Regions from separate parts of the Danio rerio genome. Here region 2 is linked to region 1. The links are chromatin contacts, called in public Hi-C maps. All regions are on one chromosome and are shown on one strand. The core of a region is the stretch at or near the end of the contact, and the rest is flanking DNA. Distances in the headings are between cores, read along the strand shown.

Region 1 (6,302 bases), core at 2,282-4,781:
CTCTCCATGTGGAGAATTACATCAGTATGGGTGTGCGGTGCAGATCCTGTATAAGTGGATGTGCCAGAGGATGATGAATGACTGAGTAAATACCCAGCATCCCAAGAGCCCTGATACAACCAGCCCAAACCCCCATCCATCTGAGCCTGGTCCGCATCACCTCATTTGTCAAGGAAAACCATTTTCTGTGCAGCCGAGCAGCCAGTTTGGGGTTACCGCTCTCTCCCTTATTACAACCGAGGGGATACGTGGAGGTCTCGTACACTTCTTAGGAATTCCTTTCATGATTCTACACAGCGTTTTTCTAAAAGATTCCAAGAATTGCATTTTTGTTTAATCGGTAGACATCCCTCGGTCCCTATTTATCACCTTGCTTTTGCCACTTCCAAAATGATATCGGTCTGCAGGTGCTACCATCCTGTGTGTGTGCGCATGGTAAGATTAAATATAAAAGAAAAGCTATGCAAATACAAATAAATAAAACAACTATAGGAATTCTAGATTTAAATCAATAAATTAGAGGAAAACAAAGTGCTGCTTACCCCTGCAAACTCGCTGTTACACTGTGGTGTGGCAATGGTTACCAGTACGTTGCTTTGTGGTTTACGAGGTGCACTGGGTGGTTGCTGGAATGTTCTTGGTGGTTTCTAGGTTGGTTGTTGGTCCATCTCCGAGTCAGGTTTTTTTTTTTTTTTTTGCTATTTCCTACATCCTTACACTTTAACAAGGAAACATGTATTGAGTTATTTAGCCTAAAACTGTAGCTAATTTTTAATGTTCCAATTAGCTCCAACATCAACTTTCATGATTCAAGAGAGGAAGCGCAGTGAACAACAGTTAAGACATATCTATAACATTTGCAGTCACCATAGCCGCAACAATATAGCATAGGCTAGGCTACTGCTGCAGTGTTTACATATTTTCGCCATTTAATGGGCCACAATACTGTTTTTAACATTTATAAAAATCTTTTTTGTTTTAAAAACAACATACGCTATTTGGGAAATACTTATTCGTGTTTAAGGGGCGCTTAAAAACATAGCCTAGGCCTACGCCATTTTATGGTCACCTGAACATAAAATAGTGCCGTTTCCTTAGCGCGCGTCACTATCGTCACGACTGGTTGAATATACATTAATAAATGAAGGCTACAAAAATTTTGCAATTACCAGGAAACAATTGATGCTGGTCACAACGGCTCTCGTTCAGTCTGTACGCAAAAGGTCTTATCATAAAGGCCTGGTTTGTGTGAATGGTATTTAGGCTCGACACAAGCACAGAGAGAAACAAAGACTGAGAGCCGTCGTCATTAATCTTAGTCAGTGGCCGGTGCTGGCGCAATCTGCATGACCGGGGCAGTGACAAATGCCACTATGTGACTGCAGCGTCCAATCTCCCCTGCTTCATCTCCCGTTAATGTCACATCCATCAGGCCAGAGCCGCTCGCGCCATGTCGCAGAAAATTAAACTGCTTACAGATAAGGGCTAATTGCATGGACAAGCGCGCGGTGATGGGGTGGTTGCACAAACTGTGCTCCTCCTGCGTGGGACTTCTTTGAAATATGCGCCTTTTTAATTTTTGAGCGTGCTTTAAAACATTAGATACTATTTTAAAGCAATTGTAAATTGATTTGATTTTAAGATTTTTGTTTATTATTTTAGGTTATGAATAAACTAACCTATATCTATTATTAAACAATTAATTGTGTATAGGACGATTGTAAAAATATTTTTATATATGTAGTTATTTACTTTTTTTAATTACATCAACTAAGTGATATTATTATTATTGTGTTGTTATTATACGATTATTATTATCACCATCATTATGATTAAATATTTTTTTTTATTATTAGTATTATATATATATATATATATATATATATATATATATATATATATATATATATATATATATATATATATATATATATATCATGTTTATATCATTATCAGCAGAATTATAATTATTATTCAGATGTATTTGATTTTCCCATATGGATGATACATGTAAATATAACCTAACTGAATTTATTTATTTAACGAAACGTTCTGAAAACTGTTTGCACATAGGCTGTTTGAACTGGCTGCTTTTCATATACGCCTGTGCTTTTTATTCTACCTAACAGCTTAACACTGACATCGTGTGGTGAAGCTCTGTTTCTGTGCACGAGTTAAAGCAACACTTTTAAATAAAACAAAATAATAATAATAAAAAAACTTTTTATTGTTTTATTAAAAAATATATGTATTATTTATAAAAATAAATAATACATAAATATTTGTAGCTGTTGTATATCGGTATACTTCATATTTGCATACATTAGCCTTATTTATATCACACTGTCAAGCAAAGTGTTTCAGGAAATATTATATGTTATTTGTTTATTTTTATATAATAATAATAATAATAATAATAATACATTATTATATTAAACACAATGCAATGTAATATATTCTATTCTGAAACTTCAGCCAGGCTAAGATGGTTGGATTAACTTTGGATGAGGTTTTAACTATCATTACCAATGGTAGGCTACTACTACTACTACTACTACTACTACTGTTCTTCTATTATTTTAGCCTATTATTATTTTAGTAGTAGAAATAATAGCCTATTATTATTATTATTATTATTATTATTATTATTGTTGTTGTTGTTGTTGTTTTAGTAGTAGTACTAATAGCCTATTATTATTATTATTATTATTATTATTATTATTATTATTATTATTATCATTATTATTATTATTATTAATATTATTATTATTGTTGTTGTTGTTGTTGTTTTGTTATTATTATTATTATTATTATTATTATTATTATTATTATTATTATTATTATTATTATTGTGTTGTTTTAGTAGTAGTAGTAGCCTGTTAATATTATTATGAATATGATGATTATGATAATTATTATTATTTATTAATGTTTTAGTAGTAGTAGTATTGTTGTTATTATTATTATTTTTTTTATTATCATTATTATGGCCTATTGTATTTTTAGAAGTAGAAGTTATAGCCTATTGTTATTTATGATGATTATTATTAGTAGTAGTATTGTCATTATTGTAGCCTATTATTGTTGTTGTTAGTAGTAGGAGTAGTAGTAGTAGTAGTAGTAGTAGTAGTAGTATTAGTAGCCTATTATTATTATTATTATGATTAGTAGTAGTAGTAGTAGTACATCATCATGGTGCATTGTTGGTAAACTAGATGCGCATTTAATTGAGTCATCCAACTGAACTGGCTCAGTCTGGTAAAACAGTGGATGCACATCGGTATTCTTTACATACATGATACATACATACATACATACATACATACATACATACATACATACATACATACATACATACATGATAAATAAATAAATAAATAAATAAATAAATAAATAAATAAATAAATAGATAAATAAATAAATCTAATAGATCTAATAATATAAATATAGTTTCCAGTCGCTTTTCTGGGCCGATAGGAAAAACGCGAGGGCGGAACCTTTGAAAATGAATAGTTTGTTTCCTAACGTTTGTGTTATGGAGCGGAAGTCCTTCATTGTCCACCGTGAACGGAAGAGTGACATTATTAGCGGTACTGAAGAACTCTGCTGTTTTAATAATACAATTGTTGCAGGTAGTATTGAATTTTGTTTATTTATGTTTGTTTTATTGTAGCCTGTCCTAAATGTCTACTTATAATACCGTCAATAAGTATATTTTTGAACGGTGCGTATAATGGACGATGCTCTTGCGATGCTGCAAATGTCTTGGGCCACTATTTTTTTTCTCCATCAAAAATAGTCCGTTATTTATGTCTTAAGAATTACTGTTCCCGTGCCAAATCTCAGTTTACCTTTCTAAATATTAGCTTTGCTTATAATTGTTAAAATCCAGGTTGGTTATGAGGTTATAACTGTTAAAATCCAGGTAAGTTAGGTTAGCAACATCTCCAAATAGGGCTGCAACATTTTGGAAAAGAGGTAAAGTTGGTTTTATAATTGGATATTCAGACATTTTTCTTAATAATATAATTTCAGAAAAGTATTCTTTGCAAATTGTAAAAAGAGAAATCATTTTAGCACCAAATAACTATCTTAGTACAGCATTGTTCACAGTGAATTATAGTTTGTTAATGTTGTTTAAAAGTCATATTTTTATGCTAATTTCGACCAAATATTCAAAGTAACATGGTAAACAATATTGAGACGTCTAAATGAACGAATGTGTGAATATAAAACCAACTTTTTCTTTATCATTTTGGAGAAACAATTAAATTGTGATTTATCTGATCAAAATGTGCTGTAAAAATGTGATTTACTATAATTTTATACAAAAGCTGCAGGTTTAATGTTGTGGTTTTAGCAGCACCCAAGAAAGAAAATCACAAAAAACTATGCTATGCTAAACACTACACTATGCCAAGTTGTCAGTTGTCATGACAATTTAAGAAGATAACCACAGAATTTTGAATTTAATTTAGTAAAATCTTATTTATAGGTATATAAAACATTTACATTAAAATTGTGTTAAATTGTCAATATTGATTGCATTCACAGTGCATTCACAATGCATTCCATGCACAAGATTTTACTTCTCAGCACAATATGAGCAATTCCAGCGTTATGGATCTGACAGCTGCAGTAAAAACTCAAAACATAAATTCACATAGAAAGTGCATGTTAACATTATATTGAAATGTTTGTTTATATTTTCCAGAACAACTGACCATAGAGTTAAGGGACCATAAAAATATCAATCAGTAAACATGTTTTGTACTTTAAATGTGGAAAATAAACGTGTGTTATGAACGTGACAAAAAAAAGTCTGCTGTTGTACAGTACACAGCATACTTTGTAGAAATTCTATGATTTAAACTGCAAAATCCAAAAGAAACACAAGCTCATGCGACAAGTTTCACATTTTGCTGAGTTCTAAAGTTCCAGTATGGTGACCTGCGAAATTAGACCAGGGGTGTCCAAACTCGGTCCTGGAGGGCCAGTGTCCTGCAAAGTTTAGTTAAGACACATAGTTAGTTGGGGTGTTAATGAAAGATCCAGAAGAGCATGCTGTTCATTTGATTCAGAATTGCACATTTTTGTTAGAAGGCTCACGGGTCAGGTATACATGCATGCTAAAATATCAAAGTGAAAGTCATGATAGCTTGCGTAGAACAGACCCAGCTCACAACGCAACTTTGAGAATAGATTAACGGCAATTATTTTTACTGCGCGATAAAAGTCTTGCATTAAATATCGCATATATATATATATATATATACGCACACACACACATTAATACAGTTTTGTCATTTAAATGCAGGCAGATATATGAACAGTACCTTTAATATTTTTTTCTTAAAAAAAACAATTTTTTTTGAACGTATCAAACAAAACTCGAGGACAAGCACAGAGTAGCATGTGCATTTATAGCAAATAAATAAATGTAAATAATATCTAGTTGCTTTTTGAACATTTTCGAGCAAGTTCTTAAATGCCTCAGATTGGTCATTGTATTCACGCACACAACAGAAAGTGCTGCGATTAGCTCTAAAGGCTGATTTATACTTCTGCATCAAGCTCACGCTTATGGTCCTGCACAATCTTGGTGATGAGTGTGGGCGGTGCTGAGAGCCTCGAGCCTGATGGAGCAAGTGTTTGCAAGCAGGTCAAAGGTCCACACACAGAGACAAGAAGAGCAGAGATAAAGTTTAGAGCTTTTATTTTAACCAATGCAGGAAAAGGAGCTCATGGGTTCTGCTGTAACAGTTGTCTGCTTTTTAAGTAGCATTTGTAGGGTCGTTTGAATTACTCCTGCACGCCTCCCTCGCCATTAAAATAATCACAGCCTTTGCGATATGAAAATTAAACCTATTCAAATTTTACTTTCAGTTTAAAAGCAATTAATCATACAGGCCTGTTTCCAAAAGCCTTCAAGAAATCAACCCACAAAGCTGTTTTAGTCAAGATTCTTTTCTTTCAAGATTTTTTTTTTTATAATCTAAGTGCCATAAAAAAAAAATGATTAAATCAACATTTGTTGTAGCCATCTTTTGCATTTAAAAATGCTTTTGACCTAGAGTACAGTAGGTAAGTACACTTATTAATGCAAAGTTGGTTTTATATTCACACAGTCAGACTTTCACCTACTTAATATAATTTCATAAAAGTATTCTTTGCAAATTCTAAATAGGGAAATGATATTAATAGCTAATGAATATCAAAGTACGACATTCAATTAAGTAGTGCCAATTTTGTTTTGCGATTTCAAACTGAATATTCAAAGTAGCTTGTCACAAAGTGTCACT
Region 2 (6,280 bases), core at 1,674-4,173, 81 kb before region 1:
AAAGAAAATGAATGAATAAATGAAATTTGTTTTCAAGGCATCACAGTGGTGCAGGGGGTAGCATGATCGCCTCATAGCAAGTAGGTTGCTGGTTCGAGCCCCGGCTAGGTCAGTTGGCATTTCTGTGTGGAGTCTGTAAGGTTGCATAAATGTATGGGTGTTTCTCAGTGTTAGGTTGTGGCTGGAAGGGCATCTGCTGCTATAAACATATACTAGATAAATTGGTGTTTTATTCTGCCTAATAAAGGGACTATGCAGAAAAGAAAATGAATGAATGATGATGGTTTTCACTTAGCTTTTCTGTATGTAAATCCTTTTAGGTCCTTTACTGTATGTACATTTCTTTTAGGTCCGGTCCCAGACACTGACTCATTTGCTTTGTTGTGCATTTTCTGTTTGTAAGGCATATTGCTTTATGTTTTCTGTCTTGATTCTTTAGTGTCTTCCTTGGTCTACCAGTTTGCTTCACTTCTACAGTCTTCCCATTTGATTTGTAATTGGTCCAGATTTTAGACACAGCTGACTGGGAACAACCATCATCTCTTAGAACATTTTGTGTAGATTTACCTTTCAGAAGTTTGATAATCCTCTCCTTCGTTTCAACTAACTCGTGTTGGAGCCATGAGTTATGTCAATAAGCTCGGTTCAACACCTCACTAAAGTGTGCAAGCAGTCTTTTGTGATGAGATAAAGTTGTTTGTTTTAAAAATGCTCTGTTGGAATATTTAACCAATTCCATGTGTGTTCAATAAAAAAGGGTCAGGAGAGGTTTTCTTCAATGTCAAAAATCGCAATGATTTATTGTCTACAAAAAATTAATTTGATTTAGAGAATTCTGGAATCCTCAACGTAATGCAAAGGTTACATTCAGGAAGTGTGCAACAAATTTCATTTCACGCTTTTATACATAGCTGATATTAACAGGTGGAGTTTAGTATAATTCGTCACTTGTCAATCGTTCTCCAGTCCTTCATTGGCCGCACCCATACATACGTCCTCTTTTTCTGTGAATTCTCTGCACAACATTAAAAGACTTTCTTAACTGCAAAAAATCTGTGTTTAGTTTCAACACATTTCTGCTGACAGGAAGTTTCGCTGCAGAGCTCAAGATAAAATCAGGTCTTTGCATTTCTATCAGCTTCAACAAAACTGCTTCATTAGTATGCGATGCGATGGCGCAGTAGGTAGTGCTGTCACCTCACTGCAAGAAGATTGCTGGTTCAAGCTGCACCTGGGTTAGTTGGCACTTCTGTGTGGAGTTTGCATGCTCTCCCTGCGTTCGTGTGGGTTTCCTCCGGGTGCTCCAGTTTCCCCCACAGTCCAAATACAGGGTTCTTACGGGTGCTGGAAATCCTGAAAAATGCTTGATTTTTATTATAGTGTTTTTAAGGTTAAAAAAGTGCTTAGATTTTGGACAGTGCTTGAACCTGCTTAAATCTGAATTTAACCCCCCACCACCCACCCCACCCCGGAATTATAAGCGCCCCTGTTTATTTATTTCCCTAATTTCTGTTTAACAGAGAGAACATTTTTTAACGCATTTCTAAACATAAGTTTTAATAACTTGTCTCTAATAACTGATTTGTTTTATCATGATGACTTCTATACAGCTTAAAGTGACTTTTAAAGCCTTAACTAGTTTAATTAGGCTAACTAGGCAGGTTAGGGTAATTAGGCAAGTTTTTGTATAAGGATGGTTTGTTCTGTAGACTGTCGAAAAAAAATAGCTTAAAGGGGCTTATAATTTTGTCCTTAAAATGGTGTTTAAAAAATTAAAAACGCTTTTATTCTAGCCAAAATAAAACAAAAAGAATTTCTCTAGAAGAAAAAACATTATCAGACATAATGTGAAAATTGTCTAGCTAAGTTAAACATCATTTGAGAAGTATTTAAAAAATAAATTAATAAATAAATAAAAAAATTCAAAAGGGGGCTAGAAATTCTGACTTCAACTGTATGTGTTTTTTTTGGGGGGTTTTTTCTACACAACTGAACATTTGAATAAACTTCCAAGTGTGGTTCCCTACTTTTTGCCAGGGGTTGTATAAATTGCTTTTGTTTATGTTTGATGACTAATGGAGTTTATACTTTGTTCATATGTACAGTCCAGTTAAACAGAGAACCATGGCTTGACTTTGTTTGTACTCACAATAATAAAAAGTATACAAAAATTAATGTATTATTCAGAGATTATTCTCATAAAAATTTTTAGGCATTCCAAAAAAAAAAAAAAAAAAAAAAAAAGGCCATACAAAAAAATTGAGTTTTCTTGTTCATTTTCATTTAATGTTTTGGTGATATTTTATTTATCCAGGAAAAAAGGTTGCCAGTATAATGTTGAGTATGACTATACTAACAATCCACCTATCTAATTAAATAATGAATGAAATAAATTTACCATCTGCAAACTAAATTTATTTTTATAAGTTGTCACTCATTTCTTATTTGTTTATAAATTTATGATTTATCCATTTTAATTTGTTTTGTGTAATTAATCAAAATACTAAAAACATAGATCCACAATTTCTATTTATTTGCATTACTTGTAATCAATTAAAACTTGCCTCTCATTCACTATACCTGACCCTTTAATAAAATGCCATTCAATTAAAATCTAATTACACTTTGCTTTACTTCTAAAAGAATGCAGCGATGTTTATTGTGTTCACTTATTTACTCAACAGCATTTATAAAACATGACGACACCGCTTTTGCAAGACAAAGACTCGGTTCAGAGGGTTGTGAACTAAGTGATTGATACTGACCAATTATCTGAATTAAGAGCATCATTTTTTATGAATGTATATCGCTATCATTCACGCTTGTCTGAATGTGGATGGTCAACATGTGCTGTCAACTGACCCAATTAGTGTTCGTGCCACTGTCGTGTCCAGCCAAGCATAGCCCCCGTCCAGGGGTCAGACATGAAGGTCAGGCATCTGTCCCGCTCCCACTACCCTCAGTCTGGTGACATCATCATGCACAGACTCACACCGAGCTGGTGGTGCATTTGAGGAGGAATCATAACAATGGCATGGCATGAACACTGAGACATGGTAGTTTTACGCAAAGCTATTCACTTATTGATTTTATGACAGAATTTTCTTGTATCTGTGTGGGAGAAATGTTCAGATCTAATATCACGTGACAGTGAGAGAAAAAGAGAGTGACTCATTGTTGTAGAGAAATTATAAAACACAACTTGCATATGCAAGCTTATATACACCTTATTTTTCATATGTTCTATTATCAATTGCAGGAATTATAAGAGCAATTATTATTAAACTGCAAACAAGTTTAATAACTGCAAACTTTTTTTGTTCAAAACTAGATACAATGAGGTGTCTTTATTCTTATCACAGTTCATCCATTAAATATTAAAAGGCAAATTAACAAATTACTTTCAGCAGTTATTAAAGAACGTCAAAAACTTTTCTTGCTGTATATAGACTAGACTGTAAATAAATTCTGGTTGACTTAAATTTTTAAGCTAAATCAAATTAAACTGAACTTATATTATGTTAAACTGACTTAAAACAGCTTGTGTAACTTATAAACTTAAGTTAGAATATGATTACCTTAATTTAATAAGTTACAGTAACCTAAAAACAAAAGCTGTCAGGATCAACTCAATTAATTTACAGTGTATAAACGTCTTATAGAGCGACACAGTGGCACAGTTGGTAGTGCTGTCACCTCACAGCAAAAAGGTCACTGGTTCGAGCCCCGGCTGGGTCAGTTGGTGTTTCTGTGTGGAGTTTGCATGTTCCCCCTGCTCTCACTTGCTCCGGTTTCCCCCACAGTCCAAAGACATAATGTACAGGTTAATTGAGTAAGCTAAATTGTATGAGTGTGTATGAATGGGTTGCGGCAGGAAGGGCATTCACTGCATAAAAACATGCTGGATAATTTGGTGGTTATTCTGCTGTGGCGACCCCGGATTAATAGAGGGATGAAGACAAAAAGAAATTGAATGAATGAAATGTTTTAAATCTTTATGCAATATTGTAAACATGTCTAAAATTACTTGATATTGCATTTAATAGGAAAAAAAAGCATAACATTCAAATTCAAAATAGCTTTTGCCACCAATGTGATGTGAATGTCACATTAACCCTTGTGCACTGTTTGATTTTACTACTCCTTTGTTATGTTAGGGAAGAAAACATCCACTGAATTAAACTGCTGAAACAATGCATCAGATAAATATTTGTTTTTCAATTTGTTTATGTATAAATCTGTCAATCAACCTCAAACCTGATCAAAACTACTAAATGTTTTTAAAGAATTACAGGATTGTAACTCTTTAATTGCCAAATCCATTTATGATGTCACTGATTTGGTGGAAAAAAACATGTCTTTTTTTTTTTTTTTTTTGATTAAACAGGGGAGTACAGAGTTATACATAAAACAGTATACAAGGGAATTAACAACAAAAAATAATCATGTACATTAAGTATTTTTTCAGCAGCTGGAATGTCTTAATATCTTTGGTATTACTTTGTTTAGAAGTAAGGGAATCTTAAAACATTTTTAGATCAATGAAGAATAGTTTACAAGTTAGTACAGTCAGCATACATTTTGTTTTGTGGATGTGATAATTTCCAAATAAAATTAAGATTTTTTTTTATTTTGTCCAATTCCTCCTTACGCTGTCGCTGACAGCTGTCGAAACAAGCGTGCACTGCATTTTTGAAGAACAATGTCGTCCAAGCGGGAAAATGAGATCTCTATCCACACCCGAAAAAGTAGGCTGGCCAGCATGGGATGTTTGGGCTACAAATTAAGATGCTTTAGACAGCCCAATATGCAGAATCTGTCAGGCTTCTGTCAGTAAGGTGCGAGCTAAGCCACCAAACTTTCAAATGTCATCAAACACGTCCCCCCGCGGATTACGCCATTTTACAGAAAGTAAGTTGATATTCCACTCATCGTGCAATGTTACCTGTTAACATCGTTTTGTGTTTATAGATTTAATGACATAATTTGGCTTTAAATTCACTTCATATAATCAGACATGTATTTGAAATGCCTCCTTTTTGTGGTGTGGTTTAATGTCACAGATCAAGAAAAAAAATCATAATATTTAAAGAAAGGTATAATATACAGTGACAAATGCTAGGTCAATTAGCTATGCATTACATATACATACTGTATATTTTATTCTCACTAAAGTGGCTTGAATAAAAGACCTTATATAGAATAAATCTCAGGTCACAGATAAAGCGTACAGTGTAACAGTGTAATTGTAATTCACTGCTGTAACAAACTGATGACATATGATGAACAAACTGTGCACATTAACTTAATTATTAGCTTGATTATGTTGCTGTGTTGTCAGTTTAATGGTAAAAACATATGTATTAAAACCAAATAGGGATATTTATAAAACAATTTTAAAAGATGAACGGATGAGTAGGAGCTGCAGAAAAAGTTGTGGTCTGACTTGTGATGGTGTTAATGGTCAGTCTTTGTTATCACATATATGGAAGGCAGATCAGTGGAAAGTTGACTTTACAAGAACTGGTTAGTTGAAGACTGCCATAGTGGCCTACTTCTTGGAGCTGGACTTTGTGTATAAAATCCTTAAACTTGGCTCTTTTGTTCTTTATTTTCTATGAGTAAAGCCTGCGCTGAGAGGCACACTCTCCGGTTACTGATCGGTTACTTAGGAGCGGAAGCCATATACAGGGAAGTGCTTTCAGCCACTTATAATGTTCTTTATGCAGCACTGATCATGTATTTGAACTAAATATGGTCAGTTAAATAGACCTGAGCATTTATTCAAACAAGCATAAAGCTTAATATTTGCGGTACTTTTGAGCTCAAATTATAATAAAGAAACACATTAACCTTCAGAATGGTGTGGGACACAAAATTAATCCAGTTGGGCCTATTGATTACCCCTTATCTGGAATTTCTTTGCAGCCAACTGGCGGCCCCCCAGTTTGAGAACCACTGGTCTACTAATTATTAATAATAATAATTCCTTACTTTATATAGCACTTTTCTGGGCACTCAAAGTGCTTTACACATAAAGGGGATTCTCCTTATTGGAAGTTGGACGCCCGCTGCTGGCCTCACTAACACCACTTCCGGCAGCTACCTAGCTTTCCCATATGGTCTCTCAACCTGGTACTGACCGGGCACAGCCCTGCTTAGCTTCAGTGGGCAACCATGTGAGAGTTGTTAAATGAGACGTTAATCTAATTATGTGCTATACAAGTAAAACGGAACTTTCAAAAAGCAACTTATTATACAGATTTATACAGATTAAGGC

What was found. A called contact is a pair of places that touch in the nucleus more often than the background predicts.
Region 2: a Hi-C map of embryo shows a contact between it and region 1, with 2.6 times the contacts expected there. The contact joins the enhancer-like site here to the promoter of znf770 in region 1. A contact is called at or near these places in 3 of 18 Hi-C or Micro-C datasets (caudal fin and embryo).

Annotation. Positions count from the first base shown.
Region 1 is chr20:10,228,743-10,235,044 of GRCz12tu, reverse strand. znf770 (zinc finger protein 770) reads left to right here and starts at 3,531. Exons shown (of 3, transcript XM_005160411.4): 1 at 3,531-3,632.
Region 2 is chr20:10,309,629-10,315,908 of GRCz12tu, reverse strand. No RefSeq gene overlaps it. Among named protein-coding and RNA genes, the nearest start is that of kcnk10a, 21 kb to the left of the region's middle. Within about 2 kb of position 2,923, at least 7 of the 62 cell types and tissues checked have an H3K27ac peak or open chromatin away from gene starts, as enhancers often do.